2 separate regions of the Danio rerio genome follow, and region 1 is linked to region 2. A link is a contact called in public Hi-C data. All regions are on one chromosome and are shown on one strand. The core of a region is the stretch at or near the end of the contact, and the rest is flanking DNA. Distances in the headings are between cores, read along the strand shown. Region 1 overlaps slc26a11 (solute carrier family 26 member 11). Region 2 holds the start of atp6ap2 (ATPase H+ transporting accessory protein 2).

Region 1 (5,295 bases), core at 1,791-4,290, 380 kb after region 2:
TTTGGCACTACTGGCAATAAAAAAACATCAGTAGGTGGTGGACTAGTCTCTGAAGTTATTTAAATGATGCATTCAAATGATTCATTTAGAAACAATGCAAGTTATTTTCTTTCTAATCTTGTTTTTGGACTATTTTCATTAGCGAAAACTAAAAAAGGGACAAAATTGTGCTTAAAATTGATAAATATATCATTAAAACTGCCAGCAGGAGGCAACGACTCCCTCTTTAAATGAGTGATTGACTAAATGTGTCATTCAAACAATTGCTGACAACAGAAAAGAACTGAGAAACAAAGAATTAAAGAATCAAACTACTCTCACTGAGAAACAAAGCAAGTGACCTTTTTGTTTATATGAATGAATCATTCACTCGTCTGATTAGTTCAAAATAAGATTCACTAAGACTCACAAATGTTTCGTTTTGGCTTTGCTTGGAATTATTTTTATTAGCAAAACAGAAACAGTGACTCTGTTGTGTAGATAAAACCACTAGTCAGTGGCGACAAGTCCCTGAATGAATTCAAATGATTTTTTCAAAACAGCTGATTCAGTTAGAAATATAGCAAATGATTCTCTATGAATAAAAGGGTTACTGAATCAGATTTACTCACTTGATTAGTTTAGGAATGAAAACAATTTCTGAAAACAAAAGCAACATCTTGTTTGTTGAACTTTTTGTAGTTTATTGTAGCTGATAAATATCCCAAATCCTGGCTGTCAACAAGCCTCAACCATCCAATCGATTCCCAATAAATAAAATCAAGCTCCGCCCCATAATTTTTCATACTCAAAAACAAACTAAACTGCATCCATTTCATATTGACCAATGGTAATCGGTCAGACATAAATCAGAGCTCACCGGGCCTCAGGGATCTTGTGAAATGTGTAGTAAACCTGTAGGAAGAACTGCTGCGGGATCTCTTTCAGACCTAGAATGTTCTGCAAGACAAATGAAGTGGATTGAACGTGAAAATATGGAAATTTAAAGTGAAAGTGAAACAAAGCACATTTAGGATCAATAAAGTGACTATGAAGAGAAGCTGAGTGATTGATTGCGAGTAAAGCTCTGACCTTGACCTGACCGAAGCCGATGGTGACCGCAGCCGCGCAGGTGAAGCCTTTAATCACTGGATATGAGATGAAATCCAGGAGGAACCCTGATAAACAAACACCAACAAGCAGATGAGCTGACTGTCAAATTCAAGAATAAAAACATAAAAAAATACATTAAATATAGAAAAAAAAACATTTTTTTATGCAAAAAATGCATGAGGTTAAACTTAAAAAAGTATAATTAATGTGATAATATTTCTGAAAACAATGATTTATGTACATTATTTATTTGTTATAATTTATCCTTTTTTTATACGTGACTCTGGCTGAAATCAGTCATAAGTGTCCTTTAAAACTAATAATAGAGATTTATATATAATCTGAAAGCTTCCATTTATGTATGGTTTGTTAGGACAAGATATTATTTGAAAATCTAAAAGCTTTAAAAAAAAGGTTAAAAAATTAAATACTGAGAAAATTACCTTTTAAGTTGACCAAATGAAGTATTTCAATTAGAGTTTTGATATATTCTCAGTAGGAGAATTAATAAATATCTTCATGAAACATGATCTTTATATAATATCCTTATGATTTTTGGCATAAAAGAAAAATTGATTATTTGATTCAATTTATATTTAGCTATTGTAAAAAGCAGTAAAAATACATTTAATTTCATATTATCGTAATGTAAATAATCAATTTAGGCAGATTTAATTTTTTATTATAGAAACATTAGGCGGCGCAGTAGATAGCGCTGTCGCCTCATAGCAAGAAAGTCGCTGGTTCGAGCCACGGCTGGGTCAGTTGGCATTTCTGTGTGGAGTTTGCATGTTCTCCCCATGTTCGCGTGGATTTCCTAAATCTAAATTGTCCGTAGTGTATGTGTGTGAATAAGAGTGTATGGGTGTTTCCCAGTGATGAGTTGCAGATTGAACGGCTTATGCATATATGCATATAATAAATAATACTGCTAATAATCATAACATTATACAAAAACAAATTGTTATGAATGAACTAAAAAAGACTCCTGAGATGAAGAAGGCATAAAGGCAGTGCTTTTTAAATTTATGTAGCCTGGAAAATAATTTGTTTTTTAATATTTTTATCATTTATATTTATATCCTATATATATCCTTATTATATCCTATATATATCCTTAATATTTTAATTATTTTTCATATGTAAAGATATTTGCATATTGCTCTACATCTTGTGTGTATTAAGCAGTGTGTAAGCGAGGCGCATAACTAACGCGCTCTGCGCTGGACTTTAGACCGGCTTTGTTCTGGTCTATTGAAAAATCTATTATAGTTTCTCAAAATAGCAACGCGCCAGCAGTGCGCCTCAGAACGCCTTCCTTTTTAGACCAGAGCACCTATGGGTGCACATATGAGCGCAAATGCATTTGCTAGTTAAAAAGCGTAGCGCAAAATGTCAAAACGACTCTTGCACCGAGCTGAAACTAGCAAACAACAATTGCGTTGTGCCTTGCCCCACATTGCGCCGGGTGTATGATAAGGCCCTAAATCTGCAACAATCATAAAAAAACTCTCAATAACACAAAAGCTTTTAATGTTTTTTTTATTACTCATTACACAAAAATAATAATAATAACTTTAACAATATTATCTTTTATCGCCGTCAACAAGTTCCCTCTGAGGTGTGATTTATTATTCAACTCAGCCGCTTCTACAACCTCAGCTGTCGCATTTCAAAGACCTGTTGCTACACTTTGGTCTGCACTTTCACAGACATGAAGAGGAAGTTGCACAGGAAGTAATACAATCTAATAGTTAAAGATACACCAGCTTCCTGTTTTCAAGACGACACTGATTTACAGACTGTCAAGTCAGCTCACACTTCTCGCCAGCCGCAATTCACGCTGATAATTTGAAACGTCTGACTTCAAATCTACATTGAACGTTGTTTTATTTTATAATAATACCAATTTAAAATAGGTTGTTTTTTTAATTTAGAGGATTTTATTGCACCTCAAATAAAAAAGTACCATATTTTTATGGATATTCATTCAATTGTAGCTTAAGAAAAGTTATGAAATCCATATTTGGTGGAATTAGCCTAGTTTTCAGGAACAACAAATAAAAAAAAATCCTCATTCTGAACTTCTGGGGGAAAATATCCAAAATGAAATATGCAAGAAAGGTTATAAGACCTTCACTCATAGAATGATGTTTGCTGCTTGTTTAAACAACTTGTTTAAAATTGAATTTGAAATAACGAAATTCTTAAGGTTTATTTGGGACAACTTAATTGTTTTATGTTCAATCCACTTAAATTGGTAAAGATGATTAAGTTAACTTAATTGATATGTGTTGGGATGCAGCATTTCATTTACAGTGTTCATTGAATAAAACAAATATTAACATTTTACTTAAACTCATACCTAATAAATTCATTGATCCTATAATTATTTCCATATTTATAATTATTATTATTTATTTAAAACATTTTCCATCTCACCCAGCCTCAGTAGAGCCATTCCCGTCTGTATGACGCCACACAGCAGCGTAAGAACCACAGCAAACACAGGATCTCCAGTGATGTAGGACGAACACAGCAGAGACATGATGGCTGTTGGGCCTAGAGTAATGTCTTTAGACGTGCCGAATATACAGTAGATGAAACCACCCATAAATGCAGAATACAGACCGTACTGAAAAACACACAAGCACAACACACAGATTTATGGTCAAAAATGTATATAATTATGATTTGTGATAATTCAGAAAGTTGCCTTTTATCTTCACCAAGTATTTGTTTGATCATAAATACAGTATAAATAGTTTAATATTATAAAAAGTAAAACTGATAATCATGAGCCGTTGAATTATTCCGAAATAGTGCACACCTTAACGGACTGGAGGCAGTTATTTTGCTTATACTACGATTACCACACCTAACAATGCTGTTCAGATGCTGTATTTCAGAAATTTGTCAGGTTTTTGACCTTAAACTGCTCCAGTGTGTAGGACTAGATTCTTCCGCATCTCATTGAAAGCCTTTTGTTTTGTTTTGTTGTGATTTTCGTGACAATTTTAGGCTTTGCAATAACTGAAATCATTCAGCGTAGTGATATGAAACTGTAATGCCGTCTTGCCTGGAACTACTTCAGCCATTGTTTAAATGAAAATAACGCCACACCTTAAAATATCCATCAGCCAATCAGAATCAAGCATTCATCATTCCTATAGTGTTTTGCTATTTAAATAACCAGATTCTACATAAGTGAAAATCCCAGAGAAGCAGGATTAATTAAAGAAATGAATTATTTTACTAATGTTACATTTGTTAAGTTGAAAAATCTAATTATATCCTTCCACTAAAGACAACAAAATTAGAAAACAAATATAATGTAATATTTAACATTCAAAATTAATTTTACTTCGGCTTAGTTCCTTATTTATCAGGGGTCGCCACAGCAGAATGAACCACCAACTATTCCAGCATAGGTTTTACTCAGCGGATACCCTTCCAGCTGCAACCCAGTACTGGGAAACACTCATACACACACATACACAAACACACACACACAAACACACACACACACACACACACTCACTCCGGCCAATTTACTTCATCTATAGCTCATATGTTTGGACTGTGGGGAAAACCAGAGCACCTGGAGGAAACCCACATGAAATGCAGAACTCCAAATAGAAATGCCAACTGACCCAGCCGGGACTCGAACCAGTGACCTTCCTGCTGTGAGGCGACAGTGCTAACCACTGAACCACTGTGCTCCCCTCATTCAAAATTGTAACAAATTTTAGTTTTGGCCATAACGCCCTGTTTATAGCTCATTCATTTAGATCTTTTGAGCTTTTGTTGCATTCATACAGTATTTCAGTGTAACCGGATCAGACTTCATTTTGGAAGCTTTTTAGTGGTCCCAGTCTTGTTTGGTGCTAACAAAGGTTTTAAAGTCAGCATTCACACTCATTCACATGAACAACACAACAGAGCAATTGCTAGGGCCAGACGGAATCTGCGGAGGTTTTTTGTTATTTCCATTGAGAATTTTGGAAAAAAATCTGCGGATTTCTGCGGAATTATTTTGGGAGTATCATAACTAAAACCTTAATATAAAAAAAAAAAAAAAAAAAAAAAAAAAAAATATATATATATATATATATATATATATATATATATATATATATATATAACTTTTATTTTATATTTAAAATGCAAATCCAATTAGATCCATTATTTGGGACACAAAGC
Region 2 (5,198 bases), core at 1,806-4,305:
GTGTATTGGCACGAGGTTACCAGGGAGATTAAAAACGTTTTAGAATATGACATACCAATGCACCCAGTATTTTTTATGCTTTATGGCTTCCCCCTGATCAATTCAGTCAGTCTCACCTATTTGCACTACATAAATTATTAATAACAGCTAGGAAAATAATTACAGTGAACTGGATGAAGACCCGACAACCTACTTCAACAGAATGGACACAGAGGTTGAAACAGAAATATATATGTATTTGACAAAATGACTTGAAATCAAACTTTTTCCAATAGACCAGGGCATTATTTGAAACATACTTACTTGATCTTTGAAAGGCTGTCAGGGGTTTTGTCTTTGTCCTAGTTATTGCCTTTATATTGAAGTTTATTTATTTATTAACCCCCCCCCCCCCTCCCCCTCTTTTTTATTTTTAAGCTGTCAATATTATTTATCTATTATTATAATATTTATCAATTATTGTTTTCTTTCTATTTGTTTCTTTTTTGTGATTGTAAACATTCTAAGTAAATGTTATTTGTATACTATCTTTATAAAAACTTCAATAAAATAATAATAATAATAATAATAATAATAATTGTCCAAATTAAATTCTTAGCAATCCATGCTACAAATCAAAATTTTGTTTTGATATATTTAAAGTAGAACATTTATAAAATATTTTCATGGAACATGAGCTTTTACTTGTAAATGTATTTTTGGCTACTGTCAAAACTGTCACATTTTGTGGTCCAGGGTCACATATAGTACTTCATTGACATTCATTACAACACAACTTTCAAGTCATAAAAGTTCAAAAGTCTTGTTATAAGCCCCTGAAGCATTAGTATTGTATTTCTGATGAATATTTCAAAAAGTGCCCTATAAAGGGTTAAACTGCACACTACTTCTTCATTCTCAAATGCATGGTTTGCAATGCAGAGCATTTTGTTTGTTTGCAGGCATCATTAGTGTGGTTAGTGTTTTATTATGGTCATACCTCTTCACTGGGTGCGAGCTGTAAGACCACAGGCGTGCTGTCAGCAAACAGCGTGTGAATTGTATTCGCCACACTGTCCAGAGTGAACGGAACCGGCTGCAACATAAACAGATAGACAGGAAGATAAAAATTTAGACTGAACGGCAGACATTAAGAAAGATAGTTTCATTTTGGTCTTGCATCAAACCCAATTTAGAACCATGATTTAGTATATACAGAAGTAGTCTGTCAAATTGAATGCAAGTACAGTGTCCACTTCAATGTTTAAAATGAACATTTGTGAAAATAAAATATGGCTGAAATAATGTTCCATCTGGCGACGTGGTGGCGCAGTAGGTAGTGCTGTCGCCTCACAGCTAGAAGGTCGCTGCTTCGAGCCTCGGCTGGGTCAGTAGGAGTTTGTGTGTGGAGTTTGCATGTTCGCATGGGTTTCCTCCGAGTGCTCTGGTTTCCCTCACAGTCCAAGATAGATAAAAGCGTCTTATGTCTCATGATATAAAATGGGGAAGTCTGGAGGGGAAACTACACTGCTGCTCAATTCTAAAACTTACAAATATAGCTGATGAACATTGCTTCCCATTTTCCGGTTCTAAAGGGAGTTATTTATCTTTACTCAATAGTTTCTGGTAAACTGCAAAGTGAGTCAAAGATCAGTAAAAGGCCAGACAAAACAACGCACAACACACATCATAAAATAAATCCAGCATGTGAGAATGTGTCACCCACATTTTCGAGAGGGTAAGAGGACACGTTTTTTGGAAAGTCCAGGCTGTCGATGCCACGCACAACGATTAGAGCGTTAGCACGAGGACGCTGGAACAGTGAACCGGCAGCCAGACCTGGCCAATCGAGATCCTGCAAGATTTTAAAAAATCAAGTTTATCACAGTGTTTACATTAAGACATCATATGTGCTATTACAACAAATAAGAAAAATAAAAAAACAGACATAATACCTCACGAACAGAGAAGCCCATGGTCAGAGCAACTAAATCTGGGATCTTTTCACCCGATATGGGCCACTGCTCATCCCGAAAAGTCACATACTGAGGGCTTCGCAAAACTGTCAAACTGTCCCCCAAAACACCTGACAGAAAATTAAGAAATCAATTTTCACATATTTTCATAATCTTTATTGGAATTAAATGACAATCGCTTTGACATTTCTGTATCTAATGACCTCGCAATGACATTTTGTGTGTGTTTTAAGTACATTAAAACATCTGTATTCAAGCAGGACTTCATGAAAGTCAATATAAACAAATGAAAAATAATATTACAAAGCAAATAAGTAAAAAAGCAGTTGAAATTGTAAATTATATAAATCAGAAGAATCAAACATTACAGCACTATAATGCATAGAAATAGCTAAATAAACATTATTGAAACTAAATAGCCCACAAATATTTTAAATATATATTTTTTAATATAAATTATTCTGAGTTAGGTTTTAAAACACGCATTAATATCTGCAGTTTACATTTAGGAGGCACCGAAATTATCAGATTTGGGTGTCCAGTGTCATATAAACCACTGAAATCTAGTCTAGTATAAAAAACACAAATACATAAGCTTAATTTCTATCATAAGTATAATATTGATTAGAAATGTAGGATTTGTTAAATAAACCATGACTGTCACATGACCCGCTTGGGCTTCCTCATTCACGATCAACATTTAACACTAAACCCCTTTGTATTTAACAGCCGAGTGCAACATAAACACAATATCTTTCCAAATACTCTTGAATTAACAGGATAACATTGATAACGGAGATATTTAATCGAATGACATGACTGCGGATTATGGCATCCCACTGCAGCCGCCATTAATTCATTAAACACACGCTAAAACCCCCTGGACCCTATAAAACAAAACGACGTACACGTCAAAGACCAAATATAAAGTCAATTTACCTGATAAGAGTCCTATAAGGGCAAATACGGCGTTCATAATTATTCGATTCATCTCGGGACGATTTTCTGATGGACTGCGCTTCCTCGCAACACCAGTCACATGACCAGGGCCAGCCGCGTGACGTCGTGCGTCATGACGCAACAACATTTCCCTCAGTCTGCTTCGACTGCCACCGCGGGATTCAAACTTTACTTGAATTTACCGACATTTGTGTTCGTTAAAGTCAATATTCCGACCAATGTAGTTGGATAATGCTGATAATTTATATTGTTTACAGCGAAGAGACATTTAGAAGGGGAAAATTGTGTAAATGTAACAATTTTACGTAAAGTTACTAGACCTAAACTGGAATTATTAACAGCAGAGGCGTTTCTAGCCGTAAAGGATGTAAACAAGACCCTGTCTGTCTGTCTGTCTGTCTGTCTGTCTGTCTGTCTGTCTGTCTGTCTGTCTGTCTATCTATCTATCTATCCATATATCCATCCATCTGTCTGTAGGTTAGTGACCTTCAGGACATGTGACATGTCATCAACTATCTGCAAGGATTTTACACAGCATAAGGTTAGTATTATGCACAGTTTTCCCGTCTACAAGACTGCCTTGACCTTTCAGGTAACTTTTAAAATCGTAATTTGCAGTAATTGTATGTTTAATCAAATAATAGCATACTGCAGACCCCATTCCAAAGATTATATTTTGAAGGTACCCCAAAATCATAATTTCTGCTAATTATAAGGAAAAATTAAGTTTTACCCTCCACATATACAACGTTTGTCCAACAATTTATTTCAATATAGTTGTTGTCAATGTATTATTACTTCTAATCTAAGATTCAGTTAATAAATTGTTCTCTTTTTAATTTATTTTTTAAATGAATATATACACACAGTTGTAGTCAAAATTATTAAACCCCCTTTTGATATTTTTTTTTTAAATATTTCCCAAACGATGTTTAAAATAGATGTTTAAAACGATGTTTATTTTTTAAAAGCCATTTAAGGACAAAATTATTAGCCCCTTTTATCTATATATTTTTTTCGATAGTCTACAGAACAAACCATCGTTATACAATGACTTGCCTAATTACCCTAACCTGCCTAATTAACCTAGTTAAGCCTTTAAATATCACTTTAAGCTGTATAGAAGTGTCTTGAGAAATATCCATAAAATATTAATTACTGTCATCATGGCAAAGATAAGATAAGTCAGCTATTAGAAATGAGTTATTAAAATTATTATGTTTAGAAATGTGTTGAAAAAGTCTCTCCGTTAAATAGAAATTGGGGGAAAAAATATATAGCGTTGAAGTACTCCTGTTAATTTTTTCCCCCAATTTCTATGTAACGGAGAGATTTTTTCAACACATTTCTAAACATGTTGTATGATGATTGATATATATGTGTGTGTGTGTGTGTGTGTGTGTGTGTGTGTGTGTGTGTGTGTGTGTGTGTGTGTGTGTATATATATATATATATATATATATATATATTTTTTTTTTTTTTTTTTTTTGCTCTTGGAATATAGTATTTTTATTATAATGTTTAATTTATTTTTATTTATATTTACTTTATGTTTGTATATTTAATATTTATTTACTATTTTATTTGACTAATTTCACACTTTTAATATGTATTATATTTAGTTTTTTTAATAAAAGTAACGTGTTTACAGAATATGCGATAAGTTACTATCCTAAATTACATCTTACTTTTTAGCTGTACAAATTATGTTAGATTAAACCATTTAAGTCATTTTGAGGTATATTAATATAATAAAATAGAATTCTGTATAACATTTAGATTTAATCTATTCAAAATCATTTCTTAAACTCCACACAGAATTTTATATTATTATTATAATCTTTGTTTTAGGGCAAGGCAGTGGCGCAGTAGGTAGTGCTGTCGTCTCACAGCAAGAAGGTCGCTGGTTCGAACCTCGGTTCGAACTTCTCCCTGCCTTTGCGTGGGTTTCCTCCGGGTGCTCCGGTTTCCCCCACAGTCCAAAGACATGCGGTACAGGTGAATTGGGTAGGCTAAATTGTCTGTAGTGTGTGTGTGAATGTGTGTGTGGATGTTTCCCAGAGATGGGTTGCGGCTGGAAGGGCATCCGCTGTGTGAAAACTTGCTGGATGAGTTGGCAGTTCATTCCGCTGTGGCGACCCCAGATTAATAAAGGGACTAAGCCGACAAGAAAATGAATGAATTTAACCTTTATTTTACCTTTATTTTACCAGGAAAGACACATTGAGATTAAAAATCTCTTTTACATGTCACATGGGTCTAACAAACAAAAAACAATTAAGC

What was found. Hi-C and Micro-C count contacts between places; a contact is called where the count stands out from the background.
Region 1: a contact with region 2 is called in a Hi-C map of hematopoietic stem cells, with 2.2 times the contacts expected there. The contact joins the enhancer-like site here to the promoter of atp6ap2 in region 2. A contact is called at or near these places in 2 of 18 Hi-C or Micro-C datasets (embryo and hematopoietic stem cells).

Annotation. Positions count from the first base shown.
Region 1 is chr22:11,164,286-11,169,580 of GRCz12tu, forward strand. slc26a11 (solute carrier family 26 member 11) reads right to left here. Exons shown (of 16, transcript NM_199767.1): 3 at 3,535-3,727; 4 at 1,072-1,157; 5 at 860-939. It also overlaps a transcript of sgsh not described here. Among named protein-coding and RNA genes, the nearest start is that of sgsh, 6.3 kb to the right of the region's middle. Within about 2 kb of position 3,041, at least 9 of the 62 cell types and tissues checked have an H3K27ac peak or open chromatin away from gene starts, as enhancers often do.
Region 2 is chr22:10,785,556-10,790,753 of GRCz12tu, forward strand. atp6ap2 (ATPase H+ transporting accessory protein 2) reads right to left here and starts at 3,056. Exons shown (of 9, transcript NM_213023.2): 1 at 2,895-3,056; 2 at 1,935-2,065; 3 at 1,706-1,834; 4 at 980-1,075. The coding sequence starts at 3,042. LOC137488909 (a long non-coding RNA gene) reads left to right here and starts at 3,050. Exons shown (of 3, transcript XR_011008192.2): 1 at 3,050-3,207; 2 at 3,393-3,456; 3 at 4,767-5,198.